Linked DNA regions of Mus musculus: region 2 is linked to region 1. A link is a contact called in public promoter capture Hi-C data. All regions are on one chromosome and are shown on one strand. Each heading gives the region's core, a stretch centred on a gene start, on an enhancer-like site or on the middle of the called end of the contact. The rest is flanking DNA. Distances are from core to core; before and after follow the strand shown. Region 1 holds the start of Erf (Ets2 repressor factor). Region 2 holds the start of Coq8b (coenzyme Q8B).

Region 1 (5,483 bases), core at 1,092-3,591:
CTGCCTAAAATACTGTCTTATGAACTGACTAGGGTTGTCTGCAAGAGGTGCTCTTAACTGCTGAGCCACCTCTCTACCCTCCCTATTTTGGTTTCTTGAGACAGTGATTCATGTTTTAGCACAGGCTAGCCTTGAACTCTCATGTAGCCCAGGCTGGCTCTAAAATGGACCGGTCCTCTGGTTTCAGCATGAGAGCTGAGATTACAGGAGTGAGCTAGTGTGCATAGCTTTATTTAATTAATTATTGGTGCTGGCAGTGTAACAGGGACTCCCAAGCATGCCAAAGATACTGAGCTATTACCCCATCCCAATTATTACTGTACATTTATTTAGTTAGTTTTGTTTTTGTTTTTGGAGACAGGGTTCCTCTGTGTAGCCCCGGCTGTCCTGGAACTCACTCTGTAGACCAGGCTGGCCTCGAACTCAGAAATTCGCCTGCCTCTGTCTCCCAAGTGCTAGGATTAAAGGCGTGCGCCACCATCACCTGGCTATTACTGTACATTTATACCACAACCCAGTTTTTAATAATAATCTTTTATCTTTCAGGGCCTAAAAAATAGCCCCATTTTTACAGACGAGGCTTAAAGAGGTGATTTCCGTTGTTTTAGGTAAGAGAGTGGGTAGGAGAAGTAGGGTTGCCACTCAAGTCTGTTTTTGTTGTCAGGAAATGGGGACATGGGGTGTGTTACGGATCTATTTTAAACAGTGAAGTACAATGGCAAAACTGGAATTGTACAGATCAGGCCTTGAATACTGATCCCAGCACTTCCTTGCTATAGGACTTTGGCAGATTAATTTCCCCTGTAAGAAAGAGCCTTTGGTTCTTAATCTGTGGTAGGGGTTACAATAGCAGGCCCCTCATTGGGATTTTATGAGTATGAAGATGTTACAGACAATGCTTGGCTCCCAGCCTGGCACATCGTGAGCACTAAGAATTGAGAGCTGTTATTGTAACAATGATGATTATTGCTGGACCACGCTGCTCCCAGAGGGTTACAATATCCGTGGGGAGCTGCACTGTCCGTAGGCAAGGTTACATAATTCCCAAAGGGGTGACACTTCCCTGGAGGCCATGGTCTCCCTAAGGAGGAGGCATGAGACTTCTCTCTAGCACCCGTGAGCTGGTTTAAAGGCTGAATAGGAACCCAACAACGGAGAAGTTTGGGTTTGAAGCCTTAAGCACCTATAGCCTGAGCCAGATAGGCCTTCCCTCTTGCTTGCCGCATCTCACGGCTCTGATTCATCATCTTTTCAGTCTCCTAGTCCCCTATCTCTTCCTTTGGTAACTCCGGTTGGTTTATTTTTCATTATTTCCCTGAGACTGTTTAGGTTTAGTTTATGAGAATATAGCTCTGCTTCCCCTCTACCCAGTAGCAGGCTGCCTACCTGCATCCGATCGGTACCCCGATTTCCTGTTTCCCGAGCCTCAGGCTCCATCCATTCCTCCTATCTGCTGCAGCGAACACAGACTTAACACTTCCCCTACGCTCGGGCCTTTGGTCTTAAGCCCTGTCTTCCTCTCTCCTGGCGACCCCCAATGCTCCTCCGGAGCACATTTGTTCAGACTTGGGTCGCCCCCAGCATCCTGGCACTATCTCCGGAACCCCCTGCTCCAGTGTGGAGGTGGGGGTACCTCCGGCCGCGTTCCCAGGACAGCTGCAGCCTAAGGGACAGTGGTGATTGTGGGGGCTCCCGAATGCATTCTGGTCACTTCCTCCCCAGCTGGACTGGGTCTATCAGGAAGGCCAAGACCCCATCTCCACAGGAGTCGAGGGTACAGCCGCCTCCCCATTTCCGATGCTGGGAAATGTTTCCCACCCATTCCACCCCACCCCTGGACAGCTGCCCTCTTTCAGGCTCGGGGTTGAGGGGGTTGGGTAAACTCAGGCTGGGAAATGGCTGTGCTCTTGATCATCCTCCAAGATCCAGACTCCGCCCCCCTGCGGAGAAGACTCTGCCCCTTCCCCACAAAAATTTCTGATCGTCCCCCTTCATATAATTCCTTTCCTCCAAAAAGGTCCCAAAAGAAACTCTGGAGCCAGGAAAGGGCAGAAGAGAGGCAGCAGGTACTGAGTGCTGAAGACTTAAGTTCTTCTGACTTAGAGCCTCCAAGAAGGGTCGTGACCCCCAGGACCTCCCCAGCCCCTCCCTGCCCTTCCTCCCCCCCCCCCCCCCCCCGCCGCGCGGCCCCTTTAAGCCAAGAGCCGGCCGGTCCTCAGTGGCTGCGCGCCGGCAAGCGTGTGTGAGTGCGCGGGAGGGGGCGGGCACAGTGTCTCCATGGCGACGCGGCGGTGACGTCGCCGGCCGGGGGGCGTGGGCGTCCCGGCCCCGGAGTGCGATATTAACCCGGGAGGCGGCGGCGGGGAGGGGAGAGGCTCTGAGAGGCGAGGCCGGGTGCGGCGGCGAGGGCGTCCCAACGGGCGCGGGACGGGACGGGGCAACGCGGGCGCCAGGAGCAGCGGCCCGGAGTTGGGGCGCCTTGCCCCGGGCCCCCCAGCATGAAGACCCCGGCGGACACAGGTGGGGGCGGGGGCAGCACGTGTGGGGGAGACTTGTTGCCCCGGGAAACCGGGAGGGAAAACTTTGGGTGGGGGCTGAAGGGGTTCTGGGGAGCCCGATTGATACCCAGTTCTTGGGGACCCCCAAGCACTCGAGACCTGTTGCTTCTAGAGGCGCGAGCTGGGGTGCTGCCTGGGAGCCCCAATTCTGTGGATCCTTTCGGAATGGTATGGGTGCTGCGGGTGCTGGGCTTTCCCTTCCCGGACTCGGCAACCTGGGTTCTCCCGGGATCACTGGGGTGGCAGAGTCCCCTCCCTGTCGTTCTGTCACGTTGCACTCCGGGGGCCGGGACGTGTGCGGTGCGAGGTGGGGGTTCTGTACAGGGACCCGCTATGCTCGGTTCTGCGCTGCGCGGTCCGGCCCGTGACCTTCACGGCAGCGCGTGCCCAGCACCCGGTGAGCGGGATACGGGATGGCCTGGAGCTGGGCGTGAGAGGGGAACACGGGACTCGGGGTCCGGGCTGCACCGCCCCTCCCCCGTCCGTCTCCTCGCTCCCCCGCCCGGACTGAGTCGCAAAGTTCCAAAGCGCAGCCCGAACGTTCGAAAAAGGAACTTTTTGTTTCCGACCTTAGAACGCGCGGCTTTAAGGTGGCTCAGGGGAGACTTGGGTACCCTCCTCCGGCGCGGGCGGAGGCTGGGAGTTGAGGAGGGTGGGAAAGATGGGGGGGGGGGGGGGAATGCAGAGGCTCTCCCTTCGTCCTTCCCCCTCCCCGATCCTGCGCTTCTTTCAGCGGGCCGTCTTTTCCCTCCGCCCCTCTCTTCCCCGCCAAGTTGCTCCTCCTTAAGGGGCCAGGATTCCCCTCCCCCCCCATCGCCGGGCGGGGGGCAGCAGGATTAACCCCCCCTCCCACTCGGACTTTCCCCCTTCCCCTCCCCCGCCGCCCCCGGGCTCGCACAGGCTGGACTTTGCGCCCGGGCGCGCGGGGGGAGGGGGCCTCGCCGCCCCCTGCCCGTCTGCCCCGTCGGAATCCGGCCCGGGGCGGGGACGAGGGGAGGGGGAAGGGGGCCGGGCGCCGCTGTTCAAACTTGTTTCCTTCCCCCGGCGGCGGCCGCGGCTCCGGCTCCTATGTGCGGGTGTGTGCCCCGACCGGCCCACCCACCCCACCTCCCTGCTCGGCGGGTGGGGGCGGCTCTTAAAGGGCTCGGAGCAGGGCTCCGGCGCCAGGGGATTGGGGCCAAGGAAGGGGGTCGGGAGTGGGGTAGGGGTGTGCAGTGCCATAGGGTCAGTCACGTGCGTCCCACTTACTCCCCACTCCCCGACTCCCACAGGCTCGTGAGCTGCCGGGCCCTGGGGGCAGCAGGAGCCTCGCCTCACCGGGGAGGGGACCAAGGCGCCCAGACAACCCCGCCTTGTCTTCCCTCTATGTTACGGGCCTTGGCTTGACGGAACCTGTAGGGCCACTGCAACCCTGTCTGGGGTCCCAGTCATGTGTAGATTCTCAAGGGAAGGCGAGAGACCAGAACGGCCTCGAGGTCGGTCTGTTTCTCCGACTGCTGGCCACTGCTAGCCCTTCCATCCGATCCTCCATCCCGGCGTTTTTCTGCTCCGCCGTGGCTGTTTCCCACTTCCTGTTTTCTTCCCGGCTCTGGCGCCATCGAGGTCTGCCTGGAGTGGGGGAGGTGTTGAGGCCCCCCGGGAGGCAGATGTATTTTTCCTCAAACCCCCCCCCCCCAATCTGACCCCTATATTCCCATAAAAAGTTTAGGCAGTCATGTTAAGTTGGGGATTGTTTCCCAGAACTTATGTCCCGACCCAGGCTTGCACAGTCTGGGATATCCAGGTGTGCCTTCTGGGACCCAGCCATCATGTCCTTCCTGTCTGCAGCTACCTCTACACCCTGTCTGCGTTTCTGGAGCCCTTCTCTCAGTGCAGCTGCTTTCTTAAAGCCTCACTGGACCCCCATGCTCGAGAGGTCTTGCACCCTCAAGCTTTCTTGCTGCAGAGCTGGTGTTTCCGTGATTTAAGCACGTGGACCCGTATACAACACACACATGGTCTCCTTGCCCGTGCCTGGCTCCTGGCTCCAAGGCCTGGGGAACAGAGCCCCATTGAGACACCCTGACGTCACCCCCACTCCGTCCCCTCCCCAAAGCTGGGAACAGGCCCTCGTGTATGCTGTGTCCGATGAGGAAAGCCGGTACTAGGGTGGTGCTGGGGTGGGCCTGGGCATGAGGAGGGGTCTCTGCCAGAAGTAGAAGCCAGGGTCCAGGCCCTGGGGGTGGTGTTTCCCAGGAAGGAGGTTAGCAAGGGGGCCTGGGACAGCTCCCAGAATGCGTGCTTAGGCCTTTCCAGAGCCCCCCCACCTCCTTTCCGAGTTCCCTTTGTGTTGCATGTAGTCTCTCTCACTCCCTCTCTTCTGCAAAGTTTATTTTTAGCCTCCTGCTCCCCCGCTCCCAGGACTGTCGCTGCACACACGTTGCCTGGTTACCGGGACACGGAGGCTGGGGCTGGTGGGCTGGGAAGGGTGGCTTTAATTTTGGGGGGAGGGTGGAAGTCAGTACACCCCTCCACCTCCGGACTGATGTCTTAGGGGCCTTAGCCCCCCTCTTGGGACAGGGAGCCAGGTTGGAACTGAGATAAGAGAGTCTGTGGAGCTTTGTGCCCTGAAGGGAGCCAGGAGTTTTTTTTGGAGGTAGTTCCACGGTATATGGAGGGGTGACTTGATGACTTGGGTTCCCAAAGACCTCAGGACCCTAATGGATAATGCAGGGCCTTGGTTCCCTATAGCAGGACAAGGATGCTGGGATGAACAGCTGGGTTCTCAAGAGAAGGATGAGGCTGTGGATGCTGGGGTCCTTAGAAGGGGTTGTCAGGGGCTGTCACCGAGGACTGCTGGGCCAGGACTCTGGGCCCAACATCCTACACAGCTGGAAGCCCTGTCCTGGAACCTGGCAGTGGCTGGCTGGTTTGAGATGGGGATTT
Region 2 (5,918 bases), core at 2,012-4,511, 2.0 Mb before region 1:
CTCTCAATGAAGTCTGCTATAACTGACCAGGCCTCCTCTTTATTCCCTCCTTTAATTTTCTCTTCTGCTTCCACTCTCCTCTTATATACTTTTTGGAGACAAGCTCTCATGTATAGCCCTGGCTGGCTTAAAACTGGCTATGTAGACCAGGTTGGCCTAGAACTCACAGAGATCTGCCTGCTTCTGCCCAAGTGCTGGGATCAAAGGCCTGTGCCACCATTCCAGACCTTGACTCTTTCACTGTCACCATCTCTAGCATGCAGCTGGCATTTGCCAAGTATGCAGTGTGCTCCTGTATGACTGCCAGTGTGTCTCACGTGTTCGTTATGGTCTGACCTCCCCTCTCCAGCATAGCTGCAGCCATTCTGTCCCATTCTTGCCAGCTATTTCATAGTGTTGCTGTAACATGCCTGCCAGTCATTGACACAGACTTGGCTCTGAGCAAGGATGTGCTGACCACACACCCTGTTTTGTTCTGTGTGAGGTTTGCTAATTTTAAGAAATTCCACAAAGTTTTACATAAGACCCATCAAATCAAAGGTCAACATGAACTGTCATGTGTAAAATATAGTCAGAGCTGACCACTGGGCTGTACTTCCTGCACTTGCATATGAACTCATTTTGGTTTTGTTTTTTGGTTTTTTTTCCCTTTATAAGCTGACAGAAAAAAAAATCTGTTGCCATAGTTCAGATATTATGATAGGGCAGTTTACTTAACTTCTCTGAGCCTCAGTTTCCCTTTCTGCAAGATGTGAGCTTTCCTGTCAAACAGGTTTCACAGGGGGGGGGGGGTGAGAACGAAACGCATTAACACTGTTGGTTCAGGAGTGGCCACACCAACCACCAACTGTATGAACACTGATCCAAACACTTGGAAGGAGGAGTCGGGATTGGGGCTTTGAGGCCAGGCCAGGTTACAGGAGATATCATCACAAAAAGCATGTTTGTGCTGGGGAGTGTTAGGAGTGTGCAGTGGTGCAGGCCTTTAATCCCAGCACTCGGGAGACAGAGGCAGGCAGATCTCTGAGTTCCAGGCCGGCCTAGCTGCAGACCAGCTAGGGCTGCATGGTAAGACTCTGCTTCAAAAACAAACAAATCATATGTGTATAAACACGTATGAGCCGGGCATGGTGCGCGCATGCCTTTGATCCCAGCACTCCGGGAGGCAGAGGGAGGCGGATTTCTGAGTTCAAGGCCAGCCTGGTCTACAAAGTGAGTTCCACGACAGCCAAGACTATACAGAGAAACCCTGTCTCGAAAAAAAAAAATTATTTATTTTTTATTTGTATTTTATTTATTTTTAATCCCAGCACAAAGTGAGTTCCAGGACAGCCAGGACTATACTGAGAAACCCTGTCTAGAAAAACAAAACAAAACAAACAAGCAAAAACACGTATGTATCCATATTCAACATTTATATTTTGGGGAGTGGGGGTGGGTGTTCGAGACACGGTTTCTCCGTGTAGCCCTGGCTGTCCTGGAACTCACTTTGTAGACCAGGCTGGCCTCGAACTCAGAAATCTGCCTGCCTCTGCCTCCCAAGTGCTGGGATTAAAGGCGTGTGCCACCACTGCCCATTATATTTTCTTATATGCTATTTTCTTTCTTTCCTCTCTCTCTTTTTCCTTCTTCCCTAGACAAGGTCTGTGATGCCAGGCTGGTCTTGAATTTGTGAGTGCAAGCAGTCCTACAGTAGTAACCGAGCAGGCAGCTGAGCCTCCAGCCATGCACTCCCAGGCTTGGCTTTTCAATCTCTCGGTGTTAGCTTCTCAAGAACAGGGATTACAATGGCCCTTTCCCTCTTTCTCTCTCCCTTCTTTACCTTTCTCTCCTTTAAACAGGGTCTCATGTAGTACAGGCGGCCTCAAACTCTCTATGTTGCCAGGAATGACCTTGAACCCTTGATCATCCTGTTCCCTCCTACCTACATCCCAACTGCTGAAATTCCAGGTGGGTGTCCTGGCCACCTCCTTTCCTTTTTGGAGGGTTGGTTGCAACACATTACTTTTTGTTTCATACATGTCTGAACAATCTTGCTGCGGAACCTAAAGTCCTGCCACCTCACCTCTCAGCCCCCACTCCTCCATCAATAGAAGAAATAAACACAGGCCTAGCCTACAAGACCTTGCTCACATCAGGTTCTCAATAAACAGTAAGGTCTACGTTCTGTTTTTCCTTGTCTCTCTCTCCCTCCTAACCCTGTCTTTGATTCACCCTTTCCCTTGCTTCACCTGTAAATGTTCTCTCTGATCGAGGTCACACCTACCCCCAAAGCTGGCCAAGCGACTGATGCGGGAGGCAGGCACCTTGCGTTCACGAGAGCGATCACTCAGCTGAGAAAGAGGAGAGGTGTGAGGTAGGGAAGGTGGACAAGATGGCAGAAAAGCCCTGCAGACTTGCTGCCACTTTCCTCAGACTATCATGGGGGAGGGGGAAGAGGAAGCAATGATACCTGGGGCCGGGGTGCCTTCCTGAGCCGGGCCTCCCGTGCCCTGCGAATGTCATCTTCACTGAGGCCTCTTCCAGGCTGGTCTTGATGAACACTTTGGGCCAAGCAACTCCTACATGGCCCCTGCAGAGAAGTGGATTTTAAAAGAATGAAGGTCTAATCCTTTTTAGACCCATCTACATCATTTTACCTACTCCCCACCCCCCTTCCCTCAACCTCTTTTCCTTGGAGGCCCCCTCCTCAGCCTCTTACCCACCAGTGGGGCCTAGGTCCTAGGGCCCCCCCACAGGGCAGACGAACAGCCCTGCCCAGCGGTCCACAGGTCCTGCGCAGCATGGCACCTAGCTCCAGCCACATTGCCTAAGAAATAATAAGGATTACAGTACTGGGCCTCCTGCTTTGCGCTCTTGTTGGAAAAGCCCCCCTAACCCCCATATCTTTTCCCCTTTTATTTCCAGGTTTCTTCTAGTTACCCCCCCCCCCCCAGCCCGCCCACGTTGCTAAGAACTCAAGTTTTCCATAAGCGCCTCCCCAATCCCCACAAAACTCCTCGCTGTTGCTAAGGTTCTCTCCCGTTGCTAGACGTCCACAGAGCCGCCAGGACAACTCTCTACTTCTCAGCGCCCCTTTCGTTGCTAGGCATCGCCTTACCCTGGGCTGTTAAGCATTCACAATTCCTGTGCTGCCCCCTGCCTAGACACCCCGTTACGACCCCGTTACGGGGCACCTCCCCCGTTGCTAAGCACCCAGTCCACCAGGTTTAGGCTCCAGGTCTAGCACCCGCTGGGCCTCTTAAGCTTCCGGGAACGTCCGCACACCCGCCCCCTTTGATCAGCTAGCCAATGGTAGCACAGCAGCTCGCCGACGTTTGCAAAAACTCACCCCGCTGAGGAGGCGTGGCAAGGGGTGGAACCTAGGCTAAGGCTCTGTGGGTCTTCTGTGTTAGTCGGTGCGCACGTGAGCTCATTGTACTGACCAATGGTCCTTCTTGACAGAATTCTTCTACCCTCCTTTGTCCCTCTCTGTCCCTCTTTGTCTCTGTCTCTCTGTCTCTCTCTCTGTCTCTCTCTTCTTGCGTCCACTTCCCACCTGCTGAAATTGCAGGTCTGAACCATTATATCCACTTACATTTCCGCCTGCCAAGCTCAAAATCTATCCTATGTATTTGGACATCCTCCCCCAACCCCTGCCACCACGGATGCACGAATCCAGGGCCTTGTGCATTCCAGGGACGATTCTTGACCACTGAGCCACAACCCTAGAAATCTTTTTTTTTTTAAGATTTATTTATTTATTATATGTAAGTACAGTGTAGCTGTCTTCAGACACCCCAGAAAAGGGCATCAGATCCCATTACAGATGGTTGCGAGCCACCATGTGGATGCTGGGAATTGAACTCAGGACCTCTGGAAGAGCAGTCAGTGCTCTTACCCGCTGAGCCATCTCGCCAGCCCCAACCCCAGAAATCTTTAAACACATATTCTTCCAAGCAAACATTTCCCTTGCACATGGAGCCTCTCCACTTTGTACCAACACCCACGTCCTGGCACCCAGCCTCCTTCCTGGCACATATAAATCCACTGCCTTGCTTAGGAACTCTTCTCTGCCTTCACCATGACTCCCCTTGGCGGCATACTGTGCCGGTGTTCCCTCCTGCAGTCTACTCTCCACTCTGCCTACTTAGGAGATGGCCCTCAGTGGGAACCCTGCTTCCTTAAGGCCTGACATTTCCCAGAACACACTCAGTCAAGATTCCCAGCGCTGAGTCAGGAGCCTTGGCATGAGAGAAAATTGACTCACTCCTCTTGCTGTCTGGAATAGAAACAGCTGGTGGCTGGGACATCTTTCCCACAATTGAAGAGATGTGTTCCTCACGGCACCCTACTGTCGCTGTCTAGCCCCACCCCCTTTGTTGGGAAAGTCTGTCCCTTTACTGTGTGACCTCAGAAGAGCCCTCCTCCTTCTCTGGACCTCATGTTCTCTAACTTGTATGATGTCTGAGGTGGGTTCCCGTATCTGACTTCTTATTAGCCTATGAAGAGATGACTCATCCTGAAACCTTGGGCCTGTGCCCAATGTCCCTCCAATGGGTGACTCAATTTCAAGATTGAAAGCACCTCCAGTCCTCTTCCAAAGGTGAGGGTCTGACTCAGGAGCTGCAGGCTGCTTGCCATAAGGGACAGGCTGAAAAATCACCTCAGTGGATAATCCCACAGGGCCACTGCTCACAGTGGCCTCGCACCACAAACTCCATGTATCTGAGTTCATTGCAGATGACATAAACAAGGGCAAGGAAAGGGTAGAACTTGAACTCAAAGCTCTCCCTGGTACACTGGGATCATGAAGGCAGCCATGGTGGTGCATGTCTATAATCCCTGCATTTGGAAGAAAGAGGCGGGGAAAGCAAGAATTTAAGGCTATCCTTGGTTTTGAGGCTAGACTGGGCTACTTGAGACCCTACCTCAAAATAAATAAGAGGAAAGCATGGAGCTGCAGGTATATGTCAGTGATACAGCATGTGTGAGCCTCGGCATTAGAAAACAAGAGGTATCAGGTGGTGATGGCACAGGCCTTTAATCCCAGCACTCAGGAGACAGAGGCAGGAGGATCTCTGTGAGTTCCAGGACAGCCAAGAATACAGGGAAAGTCTATCACACACACACACACACACACACACACACACACACACACACACACACACACACACACAAACCCCCAAGGTGCTGGAGTTGGGGCTCAGCAGTTAAGAATGCTTGCTTTTCTTCCAAAGGATCCGAGTTCAGTTCCTAGTGTCCAGGTAGCTTCAATTACCTGTAAGCTCAACTCCAGATCTGATGCCCCCTGCTGGTCGCCAAAGGCACCTGAATGCACCTGCACAGGCACACATGTACACATAAGTAATTAAAGAACCAACCAACCTTGAGGTAATGATCTAGTGTCAGAGCCTAGAACATAAGTCCTCTAGACATGAAATCATCTTCATTTATTTATTTAAAAATCTAAGACCCTGCCAGGCATGGTGGCGCACGCCTTTAATCCCAGCACTCGGGAGGCAGAGGCAGGCGGATTTCTGAGTTTGAGGCCAGCCTGGTCTACAAAGTGAGCTCCAGGACAGCCAGGGCTATACAGAGAAACCCTGTCTCGAAAAAACAAAAAAACAAAAACAAACAAACAAACAAAAATCCAAGACCCTGGGCTAGAGAGATGGCTCAGAGGTTAAGCACACTGACTGCTCTTCCAGAGACCATCCCCAATGAGATCTGATGCCCTCTTCTGGTGTGTCTGAAGTCAGCTACACTGTACTTATGTATAATAATAAATAATTTTTTTAAACCCAAGACCTTGTGCCCATGTAAAACCCAGGCTCTTGTTTTTTGAGATTGGCTCTTATCATGTAGGCCAGGTTGGTGTTGGGCTAGTGAAACATAAGAATGTCTTGTGTCTGCCTCCTGTGTAATATGATTATATG

The links. Promoter capture Hi-C pulls out the DNA fragments that hold promoters and counts their contacts.
Region 2: a promoter capture Hi-C map of cranial neural crest shows a contact between it and region 1. The contact joins the promoter of Coq8b here to the promoter of Erf in region 1. A contact is called at or near these places in 1 of 39 promoter capture datasets (cranial neural crest) and 1 of 9 other capture datasets (adipose tissue).

Annotation. Positions count from the first base shown.
Region 1 is chr7:25,247,616-25,253,098 of GRCm38.p6, reverse strand. Erf (Ets2 repressor factor) reads left to right here and starts at 2,341. Exons shown (of 4, transcript NM_010155.3): 1 at 2,341-2,520. The coding sequence starts at 2,499.
Region 2 is chr7:27,230,356-27,236,273 of GRCm38.p6, reverse strand. It overlaps Coq8b (coenzyme Q8B), which reads right to left and starts at 3,261. Exons shown (of 15, transcript NM_133770.2): 1 at 3,101-3,261; 2 at 2,702-2,809; 3 at 2,453-2,572; 4 at 2,267-2,333. The coding sequence starts at 2,806.